Regions from separate parts of the Oryctolagus cuniculus genome. Here region 1 is linked to region 2. A link is a contact called in public Micro-C data. All regions are on one chromosome and are shown on one strand. The core of a region is the stretch at or near the end of the contact, and the rest is flanking DNA. Distances in the headings are between cores, read along the strand shown. Region 1 overlaps MXI1 (MAX interactor 1, dimerization protein). Region 2 holds the start of SMC3 (structural maintenance of chromosomes 3).

Region 1 (4,475 bases), core at 508-3,007, 320 kb before region 2:
ACACAAAAACACCTTCGCAGAGCCACACTCAGGGCCTGCGCGGTTAAGGGAGCCAGCGTCGGCCACGCAATTGTGCGGGCGCTGTGAAGAGCACAACAAGGGCTGTTGTCGGGAGCTCGGCGGTGCGTTCCGTTCTTTCTCTCCTTGCCTGTTTTCCCGGAGTGCCTGGGCTGCGGGAGCTGCGCGTCGCCGGCTGTGCGGTTATTCCTGCGGGGGGCAGGGGGTGGGCTGGGTGTGCACTGGCCTGGAGGGGAGTTTCTCAAAAAGCCCGAGCCGGCGGGGAGCTGGCCGCAGACGTGGTTTTGTTTGCTGTGTTTGCTTTTGTTGCGGGGGGGAGGGGCGCGATTCCTTTAGCAACCCCCCCCCCCCGTCCCGGGTCTCCGGAGTCTGCCCGGCGGCTCTGGCTCTGAGCGGGGGTGCACCCGAGAGGGCACCTTGGCACTGCGTGGCCAGCCTGACCCCCCACCCCAGGAGGTCTATCACGGAGGCGGCCGGAGCTTCCTCCGCGTCCCGCACCCGCAGACAATTGGAGCCCTCCCCGCCCCACCCCCCGCCGCCCTGGCCGCCGCCACCTCCTTGTTTACCCCGTGCCGGGGCTCCGGCGTGGCCACCAGTCACGTAAGCAGAGAGCCGGGCGCGCCGGCCCGGGCTGCCCCGCGCGGGGCGGGCCCGCGGCGGCAGAGTAGGGCGCGAGAGGCTGGTGGAGCCGAGGGGTCCGCGCGGCAAACCCACCGGCCCGAGACAGGGGCTTGGGAAAGCCTGGGCGCCCCAAGTCAACTTCGTGTGCGTAATCAGCCCCCGGCCCTGCAGCCTCCCTCCTCCGGCCGGCTCCCCGCGGGACTGTTTTTAGCTCTCTTCGCCGCCGGCGTTTAGCTCTCAATGACGTGATGCCAACGGCCCCCCAGTTTTCCCCCGAGAGCGTGGGTCGCTGCGCCGTGCCCGCCTCGGCACGGGAGACCCGGCTCCAGGCCCGCGCCCCCTCCCCAACAGCTTACGCAGCCGGGGGTGACCTCCAGCAAACTCTGTGCGACCATCCGCCCGGCCCCCGGTTCTGCCCCCTACAAACAGGAGCTCGGCCCACCAGGGCCGCGTGGGCTCCCCACTCTCCGGCCCGCCCCCAGCTCGGGCTGGGGCTCGCGCACGGAAAACGGCGGGCCCTGCGTCTGGTTTCACTGGGGGCGCTTCTTGGCGCTGGCGGCGCTCGCCGCTGTGTTCTGCTCGCTGCACACAATGCCCGCGCGTCACGGCGGCCCGCGTGTGCACAGCAATAACGCGAGTCGGGGGGCGGGTCGTGCGTGCGCCGGGCTCGGGCACTGCGGGTCGCTCCGCGCGCGCGGGGCTTGTTTTGCTCCGGAGCTCCGCTTTCCGAAACGCTTACATCATTCGGTCGTTGGGGGAGGGAGAGGCAGCTGGGCGTTCCGATAGGATTCCAGCGTTTCCCAGGTCTCTGGGTTTTGGAAGGAAGCAAGGACCCTAGCTTCTTCATCATTAGTGTGATGAGGGGGCGGCGGGGGGCTCGGGTTGGGTTTGTTGTGCAAGTCTTTTTATTTTTATTTTTTAGGTCACTACTGCAAAGGGCAATGCTGACCGGCTCAGGTGCACAACCTCCCCGCCTTCATTTCGGCGAGTTCCCCTGTAATCGCTTGATCTCAGTTTCTCCGCCTCCTCCTCCTCCCCCTCCCAGCTAGAGACACATGGTTTCCACATGGAGACAAACTTCTTTCCTCCGACTGGACTTGACCTAGCTGCACCGTTCAGCCAATAGGCAGCGTCCGTTCTCTCTGACGTCACGCGTTGCTGAGGCCGGAGGCTAGGGGGTGGGACCAGGACGCGAGCCAGGCTATCTCTGGGAGCTGTCGTGCAGCCAGCTGGTCCAGTCCCTTCTTAAAGGGACTCTGTTCTCCCCGGAGACGAGTGTCGGGCCTCAGTGCTCCATTTCGGGTCCTGTGAAACCTTCCCGAGACGCTCCGATAGGCAGTCGCACGTTCCGTTTGCCCTGCTGTTTGCGAAGCGCTGGCTTGGCAGGAGCTTGCCTTATTTTCCATTGTAACCAGAACGGCTTTTCACTGCCCGCTGAGGTTTCCGTACTGGGAGTGTTCACCAAGTTGTGGTCACAGTGCTGAATTATTTCCAGTAGATGGGGTGAGTTTTCTTGAGGGAGGAAGGAGTTCATATTAAGCCACCCGGTGTTGGCAGCCCGCTGTGTGCGAAGCATGGGATTCCCTAGGAAATTCTGACTGATGTCGCAACATCGAAGGCCTCCAGAGAGATATCAGCCATGGGGCTGTGGCGTGGTATCACATTTCCAGAAACTAGAAGTCCCCTCGGATGGTATCACCTATATGCACTTGGAGAGGGGGGTCAGGGTAAATGCAGACTGACTAATCACTGGAGAAAGACTTAGTCCCTGTTTTGGAAAAAGAACTGAAGGGGGAAAGGAGGTGCGCTGAGGGATGCTAGCTGGCCGGCAGGTGAGTGGAAGAAGCTGTGGTGGCGAGAAAGGTGTGCAGCCCGGAAACAGCCTTGTCCATGCGCAGGGGGAAGCTGGCTTTGGAGGCAGCGCCTGATACAGGGAAGGAGCCAGCTCTGCAGTGGCTTACCTGGGCTGGTGGGCGGGGTGTTTTCCTAGGGGCTGGGGCAGGCCAAGCAGCAGCCTCTTCCTCTTGCTGGAGGAAGCTGCTGTTGTGTGGTGTCACTGGGACCCACCCTGCCTCCCTGACCTAATCTCTGCCCCACCGTGAAACCTGCCTCCTGTCCAGCAGGTCCACCAGCAAGCCAGCCTCACAGTCATGCCTCTGTGCTTAACTCAGATCATCCCTCCGTCTAGATGCCCTCATTCTCTTCCTCCCTGGGGGTTATCTGTACTCGACTCCCTTCAAGACTTAGGTCAGCTCCCACCTCCTCCACGAAGCTTCCCCTAGCTATTTCAGCCCACTTGCCTCCATTTCTTAAGTCAGAACAGTTGAGAGAATGTAGGCTTTGCAGTCACATGGAACAGGGGCCCAAATTCCTATTTCACTGCTTATTGGTCTTGTGGACAGGAGTCACTTAGCGTCTCTGAGGTTCCCTTTTTGTTGTTGTTGTTTTTGGTTTTTCTGTAAAAGGGGTATAATTTTAGAACCACCCTCATATCATTGCTGAATAATTAAATGAAGCACTGCATTGAAACATTTAAAGTATCTGAAATATAATAGGTGCTCGGTGAGAAGTGACTTCTCTGAGCTTTGATAAACAGTCCGTGCAAGTCGCTCCTGGCTTCCTGTGCAGTAGCTTTATCCTCACTGGGAGATTATTAGCATCGAAAGGGAGAATATCGTGTACAGCATTTCAGCATATGCCATCCTTGCATGTAGCATACTTCTGGCATACAATAGCCACTTGATATGGAGTGGGTACATTTGTAATTTGCTGGCTATGGCACTGTGATGAGATTTGGAAGCCAGGGGACACATGGCCAATATTCCGATGGCTTGGAGAACAGTTGGTCTTACCGTTGAGTGGTAATACCAGGACCTGCAAGGAGATAGTAGGTCGGGCTCTGAGAGCTGAAACTGCATTCTGTCTACTGCTATGACCCTATGACAAGCTACTGGCTTAGAAAGTAAGGGACTGAAGCAACTTACGCTAAAAGGGAAGACGGTTCCAGTGGGTCACGTTTCGGTGGTGAGAGCTGTCCTGTGACGGGTTCATCCATTCTGCAAGGATGTCTCAACTGTCTCCTATGTGCAGTTGTTCTCCCCCCACCCAAGTGTTGTGGGCTGATTGACAGCGGGGTGGAGTGGATGTTTGTTTTCAGTTGAGCTGTGTGAAGAACATTCTTAAGTCAGGCTCCTATTTCCTCTGCATCTTAAATTATGTTTCCCACATTCAACTTTTTTTGCAATTTTAAATATGATCTCTGCTCGCTGGTAAATGCCAGCAGTAGGCTTTGAGGCTATCATTGTGGCTTTCAGAGACCCAGAACGCCCTGGGACCGGGCGCTCTGTGAAGAGGATCCAGGGGAAGGAGACAGGTTTTAGGAAGCTAGAGAAGCTGGCGGGGCAGGGGAGGAAAGGGGCTGTATCACCTCCAGGCAAAATAGTGTCTGCTTACCATCCCTGTCCTTGGTGCAGTCGCTCTCCCACTGCCACTCCCAGAAATGGGGATTATCATCTGGGGAGGGCTGGGGGAAATAAAGAGAGTGCCAGCAGTCAGCAGCAAGCAATCGCATTGCATAAAGTCAGTACAGACTCCCATTTATTGAACATGACTGTATACAAAGTATAGGGCTCAGCGTGCATTATCTCCTCCGGTATTCACAATGATCCCAAGACGGAAGCCATTTTATTACTCCCATTCTGCAGACAGGATGACTGAGAAGCTGGGTCCCCAAAGGTCACATGGTTACTAAGTGGCAGAGCGGTGCTTCCCGGCTAGGTCTCTGACTCGCGTCTGCAATCTCAACCATATCCACGTGTACTCATTTTACAGCCCAG
Region 2 (4,370 bases), core at 16-2,515:
GGAGGAGCCGGGACTTGAACCAGCGCCCAAATGGTATGCTGACACTGCAGGCGGCAGCTTTACCCGCTATGCTAAAGCGCTGGCTCCTGCTCATTTTTTAAAATGTATATTTAAAAGTTTCATTCTTTATTTTTCATTTTATTTAAAAGGCTGAGAAATATCTTCTGTCCCCTGGTTCACTCCCCAGATGGGGCCTGGACTGGCCCAGGCTGTAGCCAGGAGCCCAGAACTCAATCCAGGTCTCTCACTTGGGTGGCAAGGACCCAAGCACTTGGGCCATCACCTATTGTTCCACATGTTTATCAGCAGGGAGCTGGATGGGAGGAGCTGGAACTCAAACCAAGAATTCCTATGGGGGTGGGGAGGGGAGTCTTAACCTTTGCCCAAAGCTCTCGTGTTTTTAATTCTAAATATGAAGTGGTTTTATCATCCATACTTCATTGACAAGGCATTGGAGGCTTAAAACTTTGAAATTAATGATACACCCAGAATCTCAAATTGACAGGACAGAGATGCCAATACCCAAGTGAAATGTTCGAAGACGTTATTTTATTATTTTATTACATAATTTTTAAGCCAAGGGCTGCCAAGGACTTGATCCAGGCTTTAGATAAAGGAGGCTGCAGATAAAGGCCGCCAAGGGAGGACTGGTTAAGAGAGCGCCAACAGGCTATTAAAAATCGTTCAACCTGGGAACAGAGAAGCATCTGCCCCCCGGATGGGCGTTAGGATGGGTAGCGATTTTCTCCTCCCTGCAGGTAACTTCCTGGCTACGGAGATCCAAACAAATAATGCCTTTTCTCCTAGGGCCAACAGGGATCAGATACCCCTAGGTTTGCCACAAGTACGTAAGCTCTCTCAGGCTGTTTAAAACAAACAAAGCCGTGTTTAACCTCATCTAAATCCCGGCTGCAACCGCACAGGGCTGCCTCGGCACGCGGTAGCAGCTCCCGGGTATTCACTACCCGGTTACTGAAACCGGCTTTCCAGCATCTCCAAGTTCCTGGGGAGCGGTCCTGCGCGAAGACCGCTCGCAACCAGGAGGGGGCGTTCCAAGCATGTCAAGTTCCTACGGCGCGAGACACAATAATGGAGCAGCAGGCTGCACGCGGAATTCCAGTCGTCACCAGCGATCCGGGGACGCGCGCAGACGCGCGGGGTCCGCTTTTTTAAAACCAGCCCCAGACCACGTGGCCGCCGGCCGCTCCGCTATTGGTCCTCGGCATCTCCCTCTCGGCTTTGGCGCCGAACCTTTTCCCTCTTGTGGGCGCGCCCATTGGCTCCGCGCTTAGAGGGAGCGCGGCCCAATCTCACGGTCCCGTTTTCTCCGATGGAAGTTTCCGACTAAGTCTCCGGAAAGGGCCAGCCACAGCTTCTCAGAATCAAGTGAAACCGAGCCGAGAACGCTGTAGAATGCTGCTTTTTCCCACAAAGAGAGAGCTAACTTGAACCTGTCGCCCCCTACACTCAGTTGGGGCTGCGAGTGTGGTTCCGTCTGAGGGGCGGACTCCGCCTCCCCGGGAGCCGCCATTTTGTTTGGCTGGAGGGGAGCGAGCGGCGCCTTGGGGGAGGGGTCGCGTAGACGCCTCACCTGACACTGCCGCCCCTCTGTTGCAGTCCAGGGGAGAGGTCTTTTCCCCGGCTTGGGGCGCGGAACCATGTACATAAAACAGGTGAGGCCTATGCGTCCCTTCCAGCCCTCCCAGGCCTGTGAGGACCCCTGCTTGAGGCGGGGGTGTCGCGGAGCCAGCCGCAGGCTGGACCTAGGGCTTGCGGGGGAGGGGAGGGACCCCAGCTGCGCGAGCGGCGGGGCTGCGCGGGCTGCGGAGAGCAGGGGCGTTCGGATCCGAGTGCGCTCTTCTGCAGCGGGCAGGACCCCTGAGAGGGGCCGAGGGGCCGGAGGGGCGGGCCGGAGGGACCGGGCCTTCACCGGGCGGGCCCGCGCCGGGGGCGGCCGCTGGCGGGAAGGTTGTGTCGTCCACGGACCACTTGCGTGGCAGGTGTGGAAAGGCCCGGCCCGGGAGCGTCGCTGGCACTGGCGGAGGTGTCCGCTGTACCCCGGGGGAGGCCCTTCGGCTCCCCGGATGCCCCGCGAGGGAGAGGGGACGGTCTTGGTGCAGGGAGCGTAACGCGCCCACAGCCAGTTGTTTACTTCTGTCAAATGGTCTTCCCGCGCGGCTTGGGGGCAGCGGTCTGTTGGGTGCGCGAGGTACCCTCCTCTGCGGGGTGGGTACCTTCGTGCGGGCGGGTGCGGGTCCTTGGGAGGGTCCAGGAGGCGGGACCCGTCTCCCTGCTGGGGGTCGCTAGACCTTCGGACGGCGTGGGAGCTCTGCAGCTTATCGGCTGTAGCTCAGAAAACAACTCTGCACCGGCAGCAGTTCCTGGACAAAGGGCTGCTTTTAACAGGTTTTTAATCACCATTTTCCAGCGTGAGTTTTGCTTATGTGAAACTGGAAGTTTTCGAACGTGCATTGGGATGAAAGACATGCAAAAGAAAAATGTTGATGTCGCAGTATTTCTTTTTAGGAGGGTTCTCAAAATGTCTCTTATTTATTAGGTGATTATCCAGGGTTTTCGAAGTTACAGAGATCAAACGATTGTAGATCCCTTCAGCTCAAAACATAATGTTATTGGTAAGTGTTTGCGGCTTACTGGGTCAGATTGATCTATAACAATGTAGAGCCTCTGTCCATCTGTACCTATAGGCTTAAAGGGACAGGAATTGTCTTTGAATATGAACGTTTTTTTCCCTCTGTGAAATAATTTGCGTGTCTTTAACCTGCACTGATGAATTGCTTGCTTTAAACAAAATGTTTGGATAACTCAATTATAAAACTTACTCATTTGTATGTATCAACAAATTTTAATAGCTTATAAGTTTTTAGTGACTGACACTAAATTTAGCTATTCTGTCCTTGACTTGTCATATCCTAGTTACAGTGTTCGCTAGTGTGTTACTTCAAAGATGAGCATTCTTTGTTTACAAAGGTTGTTCTCAGATTTTTTTTTTTAAAGATTTATTTATTTGAAAGAACCTAGAGAGAGGGAGAGACACAAAAAGAGAGATCTTCCATCCATTCACTGGTTCATACAGGACACAAAATGTTTTCTGGCATTCTGCTGTTTTAAAGAAGAGATGAAACCAAGTGCTTCTAGACACCAGAAAGCCTTTCTGTGCTGTTGACATAGTTCTGCTATACAGAGTCCTCATTGCAGGGCTTATTAATTTGTCAGGGCAGATAGAACATGCCAGACTGTGGCTTAAACAACAGTTTTATTTTCTTACAGTTCCGGATGCTAGAAGTCAGTGATCAGGATGCCAGCACGGTTGGGTTTAGGAGAGGGCTCCCTGCTTGTCTTCCAGAAAACTGCCATTTTGCTCTGTGCTCACAAGTTCCATCCTCAGGATCTCTTCTAACCCTGGTAGTCCCAAAGGCTGCCCATGACTTCTTGGAGTTTAGGATGAGAGCATGTGAACCTCAGGGGGACACAGTGAGTCCGCAGGACAGTGAGATTCCTGTATAAAATCAGTAAAGAAGAATGACCTTTTTTTTTTTTTTAATTTATTTATTTGGTCCTGGCATTGTGTTGCAGTGAGTTAAGCCACTGACAATACATATGTTGCATGTGTCACATACGGGTCCTGGTTAGTGTTCTGGCTGCTCCACTTCTGACACAGCTCTCTGCTAATGGCCTAGGAAGAGGGGTGGAAGATGGCCCCAAGTGTTTGGGTCCCTGCCACCCATATGGGAGATGTGGATGAAGCTCCTGGCTCTTGGCTTCTGCCTGACTCACCTCTAGCCTTTGCAACCAGCCATCTGGGGAGTGTGTACCAGCAGATGGGAGGTACCTCTTTCTGTCTCTCCCTCTCAAATAAATAAATAAATACAGCTTAAAATTTTTTATGTATTTGAAAGGCAGAGCTTAGTGAAGGGGACACACACATACACAGAGAAAGGTATCTTCTATGTACTGGTTCAGTTTCCATATGCCCACAGCAGCTGAGGCTGGGCCAGGCTGAAACCAGGAACCTGGAATTCCATCCTCATCTCTCTCGTGAGTGGTAGGAACTGAAGTACTTGAACCATCATCCTCTGCTTCCCAGGTGCATTTTCAGGGAGCTGGGTCAGAAGTGGAGAAGCCGGGTCTGCAGCGGTCACTCCAGTAGGGGATGCTCGCATTGGAATGCCGGCTTTGTTGCTAATGGCAACTTTACCTGCTGTGCTACAATACCCACTCCAGAAAACATATTTGTTCTCTTGTGCTATATAGCTACTGAAGAGTTAGTAGATCAAACTGGTATGCCATAATGGTAGTTTGATTGGACTAGAGTTTTGCTTATATTTTGATTGCAGGTTTTTTTTATTTTC

The links. A called contact is a pair of places that touch in the nucleus more often than the background predicts.
Region 1: a Micro-C map of ear pinna shows a contact between it and region 2, with 2.8 times the contacts expected there. The contact joins the enhancer-like site here to the promoter of SMC3 in region 2. A contact is called at or near these places in 2 of 6 Hi-C or Micro-C datasets (ear pinna and an unstated tissue).

Annotation. Positions count from the first base shown.
Region 1 is chr15:20,044,528-20,049,002 of mOryCun1.1, reverse strand. The region is part of intron 1 of MXI1 (MAX interactor 1, dimerization protein); the gene reads left to right. LOC103351424 (a long non-coding RNA gene) reads right to left here. Exons shown (of 5, transcript XR_011382283.1): 5 at 2,538-4,475. Among named protein-coding and RNA genes, the nearest start is that of MXI1, 4.0 kb to the left of the region's middle. Within about 2 kb of position 1,757, at least 7 of the 8 cell types and tissues checked have an H3K27ac peak or open chromatin away from gene starts, as enhancers often do. A contact at or near this core is called in ear pinna, where this site is marked.
Region 2 is chr15:19,725,321-19,729,690 of mOryCun1.1, reverse strand. SMC3 (structural maintenance of chromosomes 3) reads left to right here and starts at 1,265. Exons shown (of 29, transcript XM_002718739.5): 1 at 1,265-1,673; 2 at 2,558-2,633. The coding sequence starts at 1,659.